4 separate regions of the Mus musculus genome follow, and regions 2, 3 and 4 are each linked to region 1. A link is a contact called in public Hi-C, HiChIP or PLAC-seq and promoter capture Hi-C data. All regions are on one chromosome and are shown on one strand. The core of a region is the stretch at or near the end of the contact, and the rest is flanking DNA. Distances in the headings are between cores, read along the strand shown.

Region 1 (4,162 bases), core at 494-2,993:
TCGAAGTAGAACAGAAATTAGTGGGCCAGAGTGGAGAGAGAGGAAAGGCTGGACACCAAGTGCTGTCAGACTGAATCAACTAAAAAAAACAAAACAAAACAAAACATCAGATTTGCAAGGAACACCATACAGCTCTAGAACCCAATATCCAGACTGTAGAGAAATGTCAAACATTTAAGAAAAGTGTCTACTAAGAAATGTTACTTTTCAAGGTGGGGATAAAAAGAAAAGAAGAGAAAAGAAATGTTTCCTTTCTCAGATTTGAAACAGGAAAAGCAACCACAAAAGAAACAGATTGAATTAACATCAGTTAACACTTGTGGGTAATGACCAGAACTGCTTGGTATTACAAATCTTAAAACCCCCCAAATCTGAAGCTTCCTGAGCGGTAACATGAAACCCAAATAGGGAGTTCCACGCTTGACCCCACACGATGGGTCACAGGCAAATGGCAGATGCATTCAAATATTGTGCAAACGTATTCTCCTGTAAAAGGTGTGCATGCAACCTGTCGCATGCTGAAATTTGGGTCCTGTCACCGAGGCATGTCATTATATCTATACACAAATATTTCAAAATGTAAAAGTCTCCATGGACCCTCTCGTTCTGGCTTTCTGCCACTGCCACTGACAAAACATTGGAGAAAAATGTCTTTGAAGAAGAAAAACTTGTTTTGGCTAATGGTGTCAGAGATTTTAATCCATGGTCACCTGACCACATTTCCTTGTGACTGGGCAGCGTAGTGCACCATGGTGGGGCTACAAGAAGGTGGTGAGGGGTGGGGTGGGTTGGGGTGGGGTGAGGGGTGGGTGGATAGGTGGGTCCTAGCAGATGTTCCAGGCACACACCTCCACAGGCCTAACTTCTTTCCATCCTCCCCTGCCCCAGAGTTTCGCTGTGTAGCCCAGGCTGTCCTAGAACTCACTCTGTTGACCAGGCTGGCCTCAAACTCAGAGCTCCAGCTGCCTCTGCCTCAGAGTGCTGGGATTAAAGGTGTGCACCACCACCAGTGAGCCTTTTTACCAAGTCTTAAAGTTTCCATCACCTCTTAAGAATGCCACAGCTGGAGACCAAGCCTCTAGCTTTCTGGAGGGCACCTAAGATGTGAATCAGAAGACCTCTGGTGCCAAGAAAAATAAGAGTGTCATAAAAGTGTCCCCATCCAGCATAATTGAAAAGTGTCAGCATCTACACAGTGATAAGCCACATCTCTGAGAAAAAGACCCAGTCCTAGTAAAGTTATGAACAGTTTACACACACATAAATTAAAAATAAATATGTACATGAAGAAATGTCTTTCCTGACCTCTGAGAGGGTGAGGTGCATGGGATGAGGGCAGAGAAGCGAGTGCTTTTAACCCCACCTTTCCTTGTAGTTACTAAACCTGCAATATGGGACCAGTGTATTTAACTGTGAAGAAATGGCTTCTCATTGGTTCCTGACAGTACAGTGCCTCATTTTCAGCAAAACTTCCCAAAATACCACAGAGGAAAAGAGGCGAGAGATGATTTTATGATCAATCTACACTCTGGTCCTTGCCTTCTAAGTTACAAATCCTCACCAGTGAGACCTACCTAGTAATAGTTTTTAAAAGGTTTTACTTTGGTCTCAATTTGTTTTCTCAAGTGCAGGAACTCTATTAAGCCACTAGGGGGCGCCCAAGCCATTCATTAGACTGAAGCACGGTGCTGGCGGATCAGGGTTTGTCAAGTTTTTGCAACATTAGTTTCTAACCAGAAGGTATTTGGGATTCCAAGTCCATCTGGACATGCAGATCTACCACCTGCTCAAGTCCGAGTTCCTTTACTACCCCACGGGCGTCGATGGACCCAGGTGACTCTTGCTAGGAGGAGGCAAGAGGGACCTCGGAATCCGAGGGCTGTTTCTGGTTTCATTTCTGGAGAAGTAGACCCAGTCTTTGCACCGCTGATCTCACAAACACCGGCCATTGTCTAAGCAAGAGATAACCAAGAGGAATGGGTGGGAATAATTTAGGGGGAATGCCAGTCCTTTCCAGGAGATGAATATCTTTGAAAGTTCCGGTAATTCTTAGCATTCAGACCACCCTGGAGTAGTGCAAATTCACAATGATTGCAGGAACTGTTTCTCACTTGTGTTTGCAAAGAACCAGTGAAGGATGCGGCTTTGCTCGGAATTCGTCTTTCCCTGTCTCTACCCGAACATTGGGCTGTCAGGGCTCTGGCTTGATTTATTGAATCAAACATGTCACCGTTGATTCGTTCATCCGCTCCTGCCCTTTGAGAAGGGGTGCTGGGAATGCGGATGAAGACTGCTGAGAAAAAAAGTCAGTTTCAACAGGCAGTGCTTTGCAAAGTAGGTCACCCTGGCTTTTCCACTGGGTGAAGAGGCTGGAATCCCATTAACCTCCATCAGACTTGCAGGGATGGGGATGGGGGGGGGGGGGAGAATGGGGGTGGTGGGGGGGCGGGGTTGTTAGTGCAAAACAAAACCTGGCTTCGTGCAGGCTTCCTAATTTGACTTCCTAATGAGATTTGGAAAGGAAAGGGGAATAGAGGGTTTGGGAAAATCAAAGGAAAATTCCTTTCCCTAAATGAGCCCATAGTGTGGGGTGGAAAGGTTTGGGCTGTTTGTGAACTGAGTGTTTGCCATCAATTAATTTTTTGTTTTTTCTTTCTTTCTTTCTTTCTTTCTTTCTTTCTTTCTTTCTTTCTCTCTCTCTCTCTCTCTCTCTCTCTCTCTCTCTCTCTCTCTCTCTCTCTTTCTTTCTTCCTTCCTTCCTTCCTTTTTTTTTATCTTTGTTTCCACTGGGTCTCAGAAAGTCTGAGGGGCAGGTAAAGTGTGGGAAGGTATTCCCCATATAATACTTCTTTCAAATTTCAACATGTCTTTCACCCGTTGGAAGTAACACACACACACACACACACACACACACACACACACACAGAGAGAGAGAGAGAGAGAGAGAGAGAGAGAGAGAAACAACCCCGTCACCAAAACCTAAAACACCTCCAAGCCACCAAAACACACACACACACACACACACACACACACACACACACACACACACACAAATCCAACTCGATTTTCTTCCCTTCTGCGTCACAACCAAGTCAGACTTTGTCTTCTACAGCAGGGTTAAGGTTTCCCCTGCTGCATGCAGGGTTCTCCCATCCCACAGCAGAAGGGCACAGTGGCTTAGTGTCTGTGACTCTATTGACTGACTTCATGCTGGGTAGGGCCTAGCTGGCTGTGTCCCTCAGTCTTCCCTGGGTTCCAGGGAGCTACTCTTTCCTTGGGCACCTTTGTGCTGTTCTCTTTTGGTTTCATTTGAAGCCAAGGCTTTACCATGAAGAGTGGGGGCTCTTGGGGGCTCTGTCCTAAGCCTTATTCTTAACCTCCACACCCCCCCACCCCCGCGCTGTCAAGTGACCCTGGTTTTGGGCAGTCTCTGATTTACCCTTGACTCAGTTATGCATCTGCAGAGACTCTGAACCCTGAAATTCAGAGCTAGGTCCTAACTGGGCACTTGGCCTTCACCTTTTAGGGCATCTTAACAACATGTCATAGGCAGAGCTGCTCTCATGGGCTTTCCCATTAACCTTCATCTAATGACCTCAGTCATGGCAGGGTTCCCAGTTCCATGACTGGGCCAGCTCCACACCTGAGAAGCATTTGACCATTCTGCCTCCCTCACTTCCCCCTCAGTCTGTCTCCACAGCTGTCAGCCTGACGGGCTACTGCTCACCTCTGCACCTGTCTGCTCCCCGCTCCTACCCACCCTCCCTTCAGAAGTGGCCCACACCTCTCTCCTGGCTCTGTGCAGCTGCCTGCCTGCACTTCCCACCTAATTCAGCGTTTCATATCGGAACCTTGACATGGCTATTGCCTTTTGATTTTCAAATGCTGTCTGATCACAGTCTTCTGCTGAAAACTCTTCAATAAGTGTTTTAAAATAAAAATGAAAACAAGCTTTTTCTTCTGTTGGTACAGAGGACTGGATGTCACAAGGCTATTGTCACACAACTATATAATGTCCCTTGACCATGTTTCTCCTACTCCAACCTCCTGACCACCCTACCACTCTTAAATTTTTCATGTTGCATAACTTGGCTCCACACAAGGGCTCATCTTTGATTTCTGCATCTAGTTACGCAGAAACTAGAAGCCTTTTAACGCTTTG
Region 2 (4,147 bases), core at 742-3,241, 700 kb before region 1:
TCTGTGCTACCTGTCCCAGACCCCTTCTACCCCAACAACTTTTCCTTGTAAGTGTGGAATGAAGGCTCCTTGACAGTTGAAAGAGCAGCAAATGTTGGAAGCTGTTAAAGCTTCCTGAAATTCTAGTCCATCCTCTGGCACCACACTTACCAGTCCTACCTCAGCAGGTTCAGCGATGTTGATGTTTCCCCATCAGTGCAATCCAAATCCCTTCTACATCTCCTCATTTCTTTTCCCAAGAGTTTTCAGGAGAAACAACATTGTAATGTGTCTAACAACTATGAGCCCCTCTGGTGGTACTGGAAGCTCTGTGGGAGGCTAGGACTCACGTTTAGTTCCTTGGACTGCTGGCCACTGTCTCTCGACCTCTCTGGAATAAGTCCTCCTACATGTGGGGGTCAGATGGGGAGGAGACTTACCGGGAGCCCTTAGTCTCTTGCTCCTCCTGTTCCAGCTTCCTGGCCTTCATCTGCTCATAGTCCTGCATCAGTGCAGCAAGCAAGAGATGTTTTTCCTGGTCGCCGAGGGTGCCCAGGTCTAGGCTGCTCTCCAAAGCGGACCTGTGGAGGTAGCAAAGCCAGTGCAGGTTCTGATTCCCTGCCTATCTCCTCCCCAAATAAGAAACCAAGCTTCCTAGCCCTTGCTTCTTCCCTAGGGGCGTAGCGGTCTGGTCATTAGGCCAGTTCCCACATGAGGGCGCTGAATTACCAATAACCAAGTAGGGCTACAGAGCCGCAGAGTTGACACACCCCAGGGGCAGCCGGAGGAGAGCCAGACTGCACTTCTGATTCAGGTTAATTTACCTGAAAGGGGCAGCCTGGAGGCTGCTGGCCAGGCACAGGACCCATATGCTGCTGAGAGCCAGAAAAGGAAAGAACTTCCAAAAGTCCATGATGTCTCTGTAAGAAGAGAAGAATGGTCCAATTGCTCAGGACTATAGACCCAGGTTCTATTTCTCCTACCACACTGCAGCTCTCAAAACGTGCAGTAGATGCAGTGTGGTGAGTGGCTTGATAGAGCAGAAACGAGTGGGGGAGAGTAGATGTGGTTTGCAGTTTCTGCTCGGTTTAAGAACAAGGAGGAGCTACCGGCACTCATTTGCCCCCAGCTTGCAGGAGAACACACGTGCCGCGCCCCTTTGGCTCTCATCTGTGAAGAAACCAAAAACCACCCAGAGATCCCTGCGCCTTGCTGTCCCGCTGCTAAGGATTTCTAACAGGTTGAAATTATTATAATCACCCTTTCTGAGAGGTTGCCCTGGGGAAGAAAGTTAACTTGGAACTAATCCCCCTCTCTCCATCTGCAGAGTTGGGAGATTTTTTTTTTTAAACTACCTCAGAACCGCAGATGAGGACTCCTCCTCCCCACAGCGAAGCGAGACCCACCTGCTTGCTGATAACCCCAGGAGGCTAAAGGCTGGAAACATCTGAGAGAAAAGATCAGTGCTCCCCAATCCCGAATCCAAGGAACTCTTTAACCTAAAACTGGTTAGGATGCGGCAAGACCACCTTCCCTCAAGGAGGGGGCACAGACGCGCCTAGATAGGGTCGCCCAGCTTCCAGTGCTGCTGAGTAGTCGTAGGGGTCCCACTTACTTTAGTTAAAAGAAAATGTCAAGACTGTACTTTCTGACAATGGCTGCAGGAAGGCGGAAATGTATGTGGAATGATAAGGAACCAGGACAGCAAAGGGATCCAAGTAGAGTGGGGTGTGGTGGCTTGCGCCTGTAATCCGCATCCTTAGGATGCTGAGAAAGGAGAACCTTAGCGTTTGAGACGAACCAACTTGAGCTATATAGTGGGTGCCAGGCCAACTTAGACTACAGTGTGAAATACTGCATTAAAAAGAGCAACCAAAAGGAAACAAACTAAAGGAGAGAGAGCTGTAGGCGTTGAGAAGTTAAGTTTCTCACCTGCTAGCCCGTGTTGGAACAGCGAGAGTGAAGTGTCCACTGCAGAAGAGCACACACACACGGCTGTAGGCGTCTTGTCCCCAGAGCCGTGGTCTCTTATTCTCGATCTTGAGGGTGTGGGGGGTCCGCAGTAGCTCTTCCACCAATCAGAGCTCTGACCGAGCTTCCATAACGTCATAGCTGGAGCTACTTACACTTCTGCAGGAGGGAGGCAGCAGTCCACTCCCTGTCTTTGAGGTCATTGCTGAGGAACCGGGTAGGAGTGGGAGTGGGGGTGGGGTAAGGATACAGAGAGGGTGAATTCGTCCAGAATGTGAGCAAACCTGAGTTTGACATCACGACCTCTTTAATACCTGAACTCCAGCCTACAACCTTTTGCTGCCCACTCCAATGGGGACCTGAACCTCGTAGCTGGACTCCCACGCAGGCTGAGTAGCACTCCCAGGTTCTAAAAGGACTTCAGTAGATACATCCACGATGATGACTGTCACAGGAAGAAGCGGGTCCTTGGATACATTAGGGTACTTCTGTCATACCTGTCCCAAATGGGCACTCTAGCAGTGCGTGCTTCCCATCACCTAATAAGGATAGAAACTAGAGAGTATTGTGGAGCAGCAGGCTAACAGACTGCACAGGGAACTGGGCTTTCTCCTCCTGTACCAGACCTTCCAAATCCTGCGCTATGGTTTTTACATCCCTCCCCCGCCCCCATTCAAATCCCCAGACCTCACACTGCTGTAGCAGTGTAGATTAAAGCACTTCCAAGCATCCCTGGCGGGTTTGCCTAGCAGGAGGCTGGCGCTCAGATGGCAGTTCCCTTCCCCTCCCCTGCATCTCCACCACCCCACTCTGCAGAGCTTGAGAGCTGAGCCAGGGTCCTGCACAGGCCACCTGAGCAACCCAGGGGTCAGCAGGGAACTTTCACACTCACTCAGCTGCTGGTTAAGCATCCATAGGTTCAGGCATCCGACAGCTGGCAGGTGACCTTTGGCATTAACACACCGTGTCACTGAGGAATACTCGGTTCACTTGCCTTCAGCAGAAGACTGTGTGCACGCACTAACCCAAATCAGTTGAGCTTTGGCCAAAAATAATCTCACATTTCTGCTTTCAGAATCAGGCATGAATTATGTGCACTGGGATAGGCACATCACCACTCTGGCCTAACCATGGGCATCACAAGTGCCCACCCAAGAAAAAGAACTGAGTATCTCCTGTTTTCCACGTCGCCCATTCTTCCAGGTGTGAGGAGAAGATACGCGGTGCTCAGCTACTAGAAAGTGAACTGACATCATTCCCAAGGCTTCAGGCTTTCCCTCTCCGCTGCTTGGTTGCAGCACAAGGACTCTCCAAGTGCCCAGCTTGCTGGGGGTTCCAGTAATGTGTGGAAAAGGCTATACCTGTGGCTTGGGAGATCCACACCTGGCCCTCAGTTTCTGAGAATCAGAAAGGAACTCAGTGTGTTTACTCAGGTCCTCTGAGTCACTTTTCTGATTCAGGTCCTAGTTGTTGGAGCAAGGGCAGATGATACCACCCTCCCTCAATTAAAAAAAAAACCCCAACTGGGAAACTCCCGCTGGCCTCCAGTCCTCAATGTGGTGAGGAGGATGGGAGGCAGTTTCCCCAGGAACCTAGATGTAGATCAAAGTTGCCCCCAGCAGAGGCATAGGATGGCTTTGTAATGATTTTTTTTTTGGTAATTGGTAGGGCACCCAACCAATGCTCTCTAGAGGAATTTCTTCATGAAAACAAGGTCCTTCTCCATCTAGATTGTGAGTTCACTTTTGGATGGAAGGAAAATCATGGGAATGACCTTTTTTGGTTTGAGGGTCTTCTCTCCAAAAGTCCTACAAATAATAGGGTGACATCTGTGTCCCTCTTCTGGATTTGGGACTTGAAAAGTGCCTGTAGAATGTAAAGGTGAATCTGTGAGGTGAAAAGTACCCGAATCCCCATACTTCTGTCACTGTCATTGGGGTCTGGCAAAGCTGTGATGTAGTAATTGCAAGCATCATTTTCCATGGGCACTCGGCCATCATTAAAAGGGAGAGAGTAGATGAAGATAGCCCCACTTCCAGCTTTCCAGTCTGACCCAGCCATCAGTAACATGCATGAGGAAGCAAGAAGTAAGAAGAGGGATAAAGCAGGAATCTTGATACGGTCTGCTGAGAAAACCTCAGAATATTTATTTATTTATTTGGGAGAACACAGAACCTTGAGAGTAGACCATATATAT
Region 3 (3,858 bases), core at 102-2,601, 870 kb after region 1:
TGTCATTCAGCTCTCCATTCCCAAAGGGCCCCAGGCTCCCAGGTAGCTGACATCACCAGCCTGCACCAAGCTTAGCCAGGAAGACAGGTCTTAAACCATGTCTGACTCATGAAGGAAGCCAGCAAAGGACCTAGATCAAGTCTACAAGACCATTCCATCCTGCCCTCCGGTACATGGCATGTGTTCATCAGAAGAGGAGAGAAGGGACAAAGAGGGAGAAGAAAGGAAAAGAAAGGGGAAGACACCCAATAGGATGCAGAATTCAGCCTTCTTGAACTCCTGCAAGACTAGTAACATAACAGCATTATGGAAGTGTTTTAGAAGAGGATTCTGGGAAGGAACCTCTGTTTCAAAGGCAGCTCACTAACGTGACTCATCAAACCACCGTGAGCCATGGAGAGATGCTTGAGAGAGCAGGCGCCTCTCTGAGGAAAAGTGCGTACTCCAGTGGTAGACTCGCTCACCCAAGGCTGACACACTTCCCTGGAAGAACAAGTTAGCAAATGGTGATTATTTCAAGTCACCCACACCCAAGAGACACCTTCTCGGTATGTGGTTGTCCTTAAGGGACATCATTAAACTCTGGTGTTCTGTAGCCCAGTTGGTCATCAGATAAATCATCAGATTTCCTTGGAGGAATATCTTTTGTTTTTTGATTTTTAAAAAAAATAGACAATGTGTGTGAATATGTATGTATGTATGTATGTATATGTGTATGTGCATGTCTGCGTGTGTGTTTGTGTGTGTGTGTGTACAGATGGGGTGTGTGCACATGTATGAATGTTTTCCTGCCTTCCTTTTTTCTTTCATATATACTTTTTATCTTTTGAGACGGTACCTCAGAGCACAACACAAGCTGGATTTGGACTTCGGATCCCCTTGCCTCAGCCTCCCAAGTGCTGAGATTACAGACATGCCCCATTGCCCAAGGCCTTGCATGAATGTACTCTGGTTGTCTTGCTGTCTGCCTCTCTCCGGGACAGAAACTCTTCTAGAAGCCCTTTTTGAGGTCAGGCAGGCCAGCTGTGTCTTGTGGATTTTTGTACCGCAGACAGGAAGGTCTCCATCTGGCTTGTTAATGACAACCACATTTTCAAAACCTCAGACTGGGGCCCAGTGTCTGACCAAGGCTGGGCTTCTACTTCATGAATATAATCATGTGCTCTTTTCACTAAGGGATAGAATGACATCACTTGTCATTAGCCTTTTGCAGAGAATTGTGACAGGATGTTGGGACCACCAAGAACTCAGTGACAAGTGCCTTTGGAACTCCCTTCCAGAGACAGTGATTTGGGAAGCTGGTGCAGTCCTGACTCAGGCACGAAGCTTCTATGCCTCACAGACCGAAGCAGCCTGGGCGACTCGGCATAGCTTAGGGTCCACTGTGGCTAATGAGCTCACTCTTGGGCTGCCGGCCCGGCCCGCCGGTCTGCTGCAAGCTGCCAGCGTCTCAAGCTGTGAATCAGCCTAGGCTGACACTTGATTCAGCATGGCCAAGGAACCTTGGGAACCTCCCCAAACCTGAGCACTTTAGTCCAGAGCTGGAGAGTCACAGGGAAGTCTACCCACCCCAACCTTCCTCTGCCTCCCAGCTACCCTGCTCTTCTGAGAGATTAGAATCCCTGCCATTGTTCTGAAACCCTTAGTTCCACCCACGGTGGCCCTGCCCTGTTGAGGAGGCTGTGGGCTTTGGAAAGGATTCACAAGCGCGCACACACACACACACACACACACACACACACACACACACACACTGTTTCTTTGAGATCCCACTGAATTAAGCTCCTTTGTCCTTCACTTAATTCCAGGGGAGTTAGTCAGCATTAATGGGGTGGTATCTCGAGCTACTTCCCTTTCTGCCTGGAAGTCCACCCACAAGCTTCTTCCAAACGCCACAGGTTTTGTGCCTATTTGTTCTGTGAGTTAACTCTTAAAGGACCTCACAGGAAGAAGAGAAGGCAGCGATGCTCTGAGGGCCCTCATCAGGACCACTGCACATTTTATCCATTGACTCTTTACTGCTGGTGCTGAGGTAGAAATTATTATGCCATTTTCTCGATAAAGAAGCTGAGGCCAGATAAACTATGTTCTCTCCTCCACTCAAGGTCACAGAATTGAGAGTGGATCCTATAATCAACTGAATCCTTACGCACAGGTCCTTAATGTCTAATAATTTGATACCACCAAGTTGGCAAAAGTGTTGTCTGAGGATATCTGTTTCTCAAGTGGCTTTGGCTTAATTTTCCTTAGCATACATTGATTGATTGATTGTATTAGTTGGGGGAAGGTTTTGTGCCACAATAAGGGTGTGGAGACCAGGGGACAACTTTCAAGAATCAGTTATTTCTCTCTACAAAGAGGCTCTCACGGATCCAACTCAGGTGCTCAGGCTTGTCAGCAAGTGCTAATTTTTAATTTTAATTTCCTCCCCAAACCCGTCATTTTAGGAAAGCTGTTGACTCAGTAGCCCTGTTCTCAGTCACAGAGTAACATTTTGTGCCGTGATGACACATGGCACAAACTTCAGGAAGGGTGCGGTCACCCGTGTGACCGAGCTACATGTCAGCCTGGAGACGGGGAGAAAGCTCAGAATTGGCCCACTACTGCCTCTTCTTGTGGTCCTCAAGCTTGCAGTGTCTGTCTGCCATGCTGGTGCTGCCTACCCTCCCTGCCCGGTGTCCACCACATTCTCCAGTTTCTCTTTCCCCATCCTACTGAAACTTCCAAACCAATGCATATTCAGATGGCGTCATCTGTTCTGAAACCTTCCTCGGCTCCCAGACACATGCAGTCAACAAACCTTTCAGAGGGTCTTGAGAGGCCTCCTTGGCAAGCAGCATCTGTGGATATGCACTTTGTGCACCAAGTTTAAGCCACTGAAGGATGGACATCATCAGTCCCCGAATCCTGAGTTGAGCACTTTGTCCTATTTGAAATAGACTCCCCCCCCCCCTTTTTTTTTTTTTTTTTTTGCTTTGAGTGACAGCCACCATCAAGAGGCAGGTGCCACTTCCTGTTGAGATGTGTGCCCTCTAGCCAAGTTTCCACCATACTGCTTCAGGAGTCTGCCTTCCCCAGCTAGCCTGCAGACCCCAGGATCAGCTCTGGGACTTGCTGGCTGCTGCCCTCGGGTGTGAACTGTGTTTCTGGGTGCTGTTTGCCTTCTGAACAGTAACCAAGCTGGGGTTTGCAAATGAGCAGCTTTTGTTACGAATTAGAGTAGATTCAAGGTTATTGTTATTATTATTTTTACAGTAACACCATTTTCACTCGCTTGCCTGGTTTCCTGAGTGGGTGAGTTTCAGCCAGCTTGCCGATAATTGTTCTACTTGTTAAGGCAAAAGGTTAAGAAGAGATCAACAGGTCTTGAGATGATATATTTGGGGTGCTGAGGCTAATCTGTGACACAGACATGTGTGCATACCTGTGTAATTTATGTGTGTGTGAATGCATCTGGTTAGACATTCATACATTCATGCAAAAAAAAAAAAAAAAGCCCTTCCAAGTGAGAGCAGCAGGTATTCAAACCCACTGAAGATTAGCTATGATTAAGACAGAACAATGTGGAAAATACTCAATGTGCTATGCAGAGGAGGGGGCAGGCAGACTTGCAAAATGTGTGCTCATTGTGAATCTGTGAGAATCTGGAAGGCAGGCAAAGTAGGAAAAAAAAAAAAAACAATCCAACTCTGATTCTCGAGGTAGGGAAGCCACTGTCACTTTCTAAAGATGTAATGCCTTGGGTGTGTCTCTATGTGATGGACTCAGTTTAGAGGGCTGACCTTTACCAGCCTGAGTAGTGTGTGCTCAGAGTTTAAAGACAGTCGTCTTTTTGCAAAAATTAAATTAAATCACCGT
Region 4 (3,915 bases), core at 116-2,615, 590 kb after region 1:
TACCGGCTGGGACCTTGCAGTATCACACACATGGAAATTTCCTTAACCATTTTGCTCCAAAAGGACAGGGAAGCATAAAGGCAGCTATCATGTCAACACTGGACAGGCAATAAGGCCTAACAGAATATTCTTTCTGTTTTATTCTGTTTTGTTTTTCTGAGACAGAGTTTCTCTCTGTAGCCCTAGCTGTCCTGGAACTCACTCTAGACCAGGCTGGCTTCAAACTCACAGAGATCCATCCACCTGCCTTTGCTTCCAGAATGCTGGGATTAAAGGCATGAACCACCATGCCCCATTCAACAGAAGATTCATAACGTAGCTCTACAACAGTTTTATCGTCCTATTGAAACTTCCTGGACTCAAACATTCAATGGCTCTATCTTCATCAGTGTTTATCAGTGTGATTCAACCAACACAGGCCAATTATTAGTTTCCTTGTCACATTCTTCACTCGACAAAAGTCACATGACAAGGTAATTGTCCCACAGAAGTAATAAAATCACTGCTGGACAGTCATAAAGAAGGCAGATATCAAGTGCTCTGACTGCAGAGGATAAATGGAGAAACAATTCCACTGGGTGTCTGGCTTTAGACATTTGGGTCTATTAGTTGTTCCTCTTTAGTATCAAATAATAAGACGTCTTCATTGCTACTATCCTACAGTGACAGGGCAACCTAGCCCTTTTCCATTGCTCCCTTGGCTTTCTTCCTTTGTGTTATCATTATTTTAGACATTTATATAAAGTGAATAGTGCAATTCTCAACTTTATCTCTGATTTTTAAAAATTTATTTATTTTCTGTGCATTGCTGTTGCCTACACGTATGTCTGTGTGAGGGTGCCAGATCCTCTGGCACTGGGGTTACACACAGTTCTGAGCTGCCATGTGGATGCTGGGAATTGGACCCTGGTCCTCTGGCAGAGCAGCCAGTGATCTTAAGCACTGAGCCATCTCTCCAGCCCCATTTCTGCTTCCCTGCCCCCATTTCTGTTTTTTTTTTAAATTTAGTGCAAGGTGTTTTATAAAAAGCAGTTTGGGTGATTTTTGCATTCCTGAGTCTATGTTTACTCATCTTTAGGATGATAATAATATCTACTTATAAATCAAACTGAATATTCTGCATAAAAGCCCCTGCAAGCCTCACAGTTACATAGCATTTACTTTTTTATTCGAGAGACCTGTTTTCAAATACCAGCTCTTATGCATCCAGAAAACAATGGACTCTCGAGAATGTTTGTTAAATGCCATTCAACCCAAACATATTCTTTATTACACAATCCAGTCACTGTGTTAAACATAAAAAGTCAGGGGCATTTAAAAGGACAAAGCATCAACAGTCCTTTTGTCATCTCTTCCAGAAGGTTCTCCTTTGTCCACTTGGTGGCAGCATCGCCCGAGTCACTAACAAGAAGCCACACCAGGACCCTCCCTTGACTTTTCCAAAGGACATCTTCAAGAACTTTCACATTCAAGCATTCATTCTCTTATAGAACAGAGCAAAGAGAGGTGACACCAGTCACAAGCCCAGGAGCATCTTTCACTTCTATCACTCACCGTTTTTTTAGTCTTTTTTAAATTTTAAAGAAATTATCAACTCTCTTGTGCTAGAGATTTAAAACTAGAAGACACCCTGTCAGTCAACTGAGGATCCATTATTGATAACAGAGGTTAAGCTAAGCAGAAGACAAACTTGGGAAGGTAAAAATGTAATTACTATGTTCCTAAGAAGATCCTAAAAGTACTAGAGGAGAGAAATTCTAAGTTTTTTTTTTTTTTAAGTATATTTGGTGCTTTCATTTCTGAGAAAATCAACTGCAAATTCCAGTGTGGAGGACTGAAGGTATAGAGTCAAGGACTGGTTCCAACGCTGGTGGACTTCCAGCCCCTGCTCTGTTGGATCACTCACCCATATACCTCAGCTTCTTCACTCTAGTTCAGTTCGGGGCGGTGCACTTAAAAGTCAGCCTCAATGAGATAGCCTCAGCATCTATCACTAACTGGAATTTGAGAAGTTCTGAGAAGTACACAATCCTTTGACTAGTACCATTATTAAATACAAAATATTTCATCCATTTTTTTCTTCTAAGAACTTCTAGGCATAGGTTTTTAGGTTCTGGATCCCTTCTGGATTATTCTGTGGAGTCCCTGTGTGTGCCGGGCTAACAACCTACCATTGGGCTCTCTCTCTACTCACTGAGTTAAATTTTATATTTGGTTTTATATTTGGTTTAAAGTACAGTTGAAGGCCACTCCTTGAGCATTAGATAGTTTGTGCTGATGGAATTTTATCCTTGCCCAGCAGGCACTCTTCCACTGAGCTCTATCTCTTGCCCCATGTCCTCATCTCAAAAAATACACGTTTAAATACGTTTGCCACCTTTTAATGGCTTGTTTTCTCTGCTACATAGCAGTTGGTATATATGAGATATTTTGAAGATATGGCCCCTTTTCACTTTGTATTTGCCTTTGCTGAAGTTCTGCATTGTGAAGTCTCCTTTGTATGACCAGTGCTGGTTTTAAGAAATGTTCTTCTACTTTGGGATAATGAAAGTTTTCTTCTGTGCTCTCTGCCAGATCTCTACTTCCACCCTCGACATGTGATTCTTTGTATTACCTGGATTGACTTACACAGGAAGGATTGCTTCATTTTTATTTTTCTGCCATGGGCATATCCTCTTTTTATTTTCAGTCAGGTTTATTCTTTAATCTACTTAATCCCCAGGTTGTGAAGTTACTGTTTTATCCACCTTGGTTCTGGATCATAGGTCACTCGGTTGAACTGATCGTAGGTCACTTCCTTCTGAATTCTCCTTAGTGAGTTTAAGCCCTTGGTGAATTTAAATGACAACAGGCTAGCACAACCACTTTCAGCTCTGCTGGTACAGTGTGAACATCCATCTCAGAGGTATTTACTATGATTTTTGTTTCTATGGCTGCATCTTCAATGCCAACCAGAAAGATCCCTTGCCTAACGACATTATTTGTGACTAGAGAAGACCATGGTCCCTGTAGGGACCTTGACTTGTCCCAGACAAGGTACATTATATGTTTGAGCACAGTCTGGAACAACTCACACCTCTTGAATTACAGACAGGAATGCAGCCACGGGTCAACAGGTGATATCTCCCCACTCTGTGGAGCCAAGTCACCTTTCTGTCACCTTCGAGTCCCACTTCATGAAAGTTGTAACAGAGAGTGCATCAATTTCTTCCTTGATGCAGTCACAAAAATCACCCCTTGGGCAGCTTTTCAAAATACAAGGAACAAAGTAATGAGTAGACTTCCATCTTTCAGAAGCCAACATCACTGCCCCAAACACTATTTTTTTAGTTTTCTAAAACAACAGTCTTGCTATGTAGCTCAAGTGGGCCTCAAACTCACAGTCTTCATACCTGTAGGGAGCCCTAAATGAAGTCTGGAGTGAATTATGTTGTTAACACATGTATGGTCAGGTCAGAGACTACAACACCTCTGCCCCATAAGAATGGCAAAGCCTTACCTGGAGAGACACAAGAAGGATGGCAAAGCTTTCTTCAGGAGTCCAAATGCCAGTGTGGTAAAGACTAGCAACTACAACTTCTTGTTCACAGCCTGAGACTGGTCAGCTCCTACCAAAATTAGCTAATCTCCCCTCCTGTGCTGTACCTAACGCTGAGCTTCTGGATCGCTGGTGGCCGTAGGTACCTAACGCTGAGCTTCTGGATCGCTGGTGGCCGTAGGTGTGGCTCAACAGAGTGCTCACTCCTACCTGACTCCAGCTTTTCTGTACATGTGTTTCTCCTTTCTTCAGTCCTTCATTGTCCCTAGAAAGGGTTCCAAGGACTCAAGTCAGCTGGTAGCTCCTGATTTCAGGTTTGTCCCATCATGCATCACTTCCACTTTATCTTTTGAACATGGATATCCCAACATCATCTA

What was found. Promoter capture Hi-C pulls out the DNA fragments that hold promoters and counts their contacts. A called contact is a pair of places that touch in the nucleus more often than the background predicts. HiChIP or PLAC-seq counts read pairs in DNA pulled down with a chosen protein or histone mark.
Region 2: a contact with region 1 is called in a promoter capture Hi-C map of 3T3-L1-derived adipocytes, with 2.9 times the contacts expected there. The contact joins the promoter of Calcb here to the enhancer-like site in region 1. A contact is called at or near these places in 4 of 39 promoter capture datasets (3T3-L1-derived adipocytes, the C10 cell line and embryonic stem cells), 1 of 484 Hi-C or Micro-C datasets (large pre-B cells) and 1 of 9 other capture datasets (liver).
Region 3: a contact with region 1 is called in a Hi-C map of cortical neurons, with 4 times the contacts expected there. The contact joins two enhancer-like sites. A contact is called at or near these places in 1 of 15 datasets of contacts at CTCF or cohesin (pro-B cells), 8 of 484 Hi-C or Micro-C datasets (B cells, the G1E-ER4 cell line, the HPC-7 cell line and 4 more) and 2 of 115 datasets of contacts at active chromatin or transcription factors (bone marrow-derived macrophages and pancreatic cancer cells).
Region 4: a contact with region 1 is called in an H3K4me3 HiChIP or PLAC-seq map of bone marrow-derived macrophages, with 9 times the contacts expected there. The contact joins two enhancer-like sites. A contact is called at or near these places in 2 of 39 promoter capture datasets (cranial neural crest and hippocampal neurons), 12 of 484 Hi-C or Micro-C datasets (the AML12 cell line, the G1E-ER4 cell line, the N1E-115 cell line and 6 more) and 4 of 115 datasets of contacts at active chromatin or transcription factors (bone marrow-derived macrophages, embryonic basal ganglia and pancreatic cancer cells).

What each region holds. Positions count from the first base shown.
Region 1 is chr7:114,018,497-114,022,658 of GRCm38.p6, reverse strand. All of the region lies in intron 7 of Spon1 (spondin 1, (f-spondin) extracellular matrix protein), which reads right to left. Among named protein-coding and RNA genes, the nearest start is that of Gm51454, 16 kb to the left of the region's middle. Within about 2 kb of position 1,743, at least 81 of the 459 cell types and tissues checked have an H3K27ac peak or open chromatin away from gene starts, as enhancers often do. A contact at or near this core is called in bone marrow-derived macrophages, cerebellum and cortical neurons, where this site is marked.
Region 2 is chr7:114,716,487-114,720,633 of GRCm38.p6, reverse strand. It overlaps Calcb (calcitonin-related polypeptide, beta), which reads right to left and starts at 1,991. Exons shown (of 5, transcript NM_054084.2): 1 at 1,912-1,991; 2 at 804-899; 3 at 420-560. The coding sequence starts at 892.
Region 3 is chr7:113,145,449-113,149,306 of GRCm38.p6, reverse strand. No RefSeq gene overlaps it. Among named protein-coding and RNA genes, the nearest start is that of Gm33659, 4.2 kb to the left of the region's middle. Within about 2 kb of position 1,351, at least 142 of the 459 cell types and tissues checked have an H3K27ac peak or open chromatin away from gene starts, as enhancers often do. A contact at or near this core is called in bone marrow-derived macrophages, cerebellum and cortical neurons, where this site is marked.
Region 4 is chr7:113,431,956-113,435,870 of GRCm38.p6, reverse strand. No RefSeq gene overlaps it. Among named protein-coding and RNA genes, the nearest start is that of Pth, 45 kb to the right of the region's middle. Within about 2 kb of position 1,365, at least 9 of the 459 cell types and tissues checked have an H3K27ac peak or open chromatin away from gene starts, as enhancers often do. A contact at or near this core is called in bone marrow-derived macrophages, where this site is marked.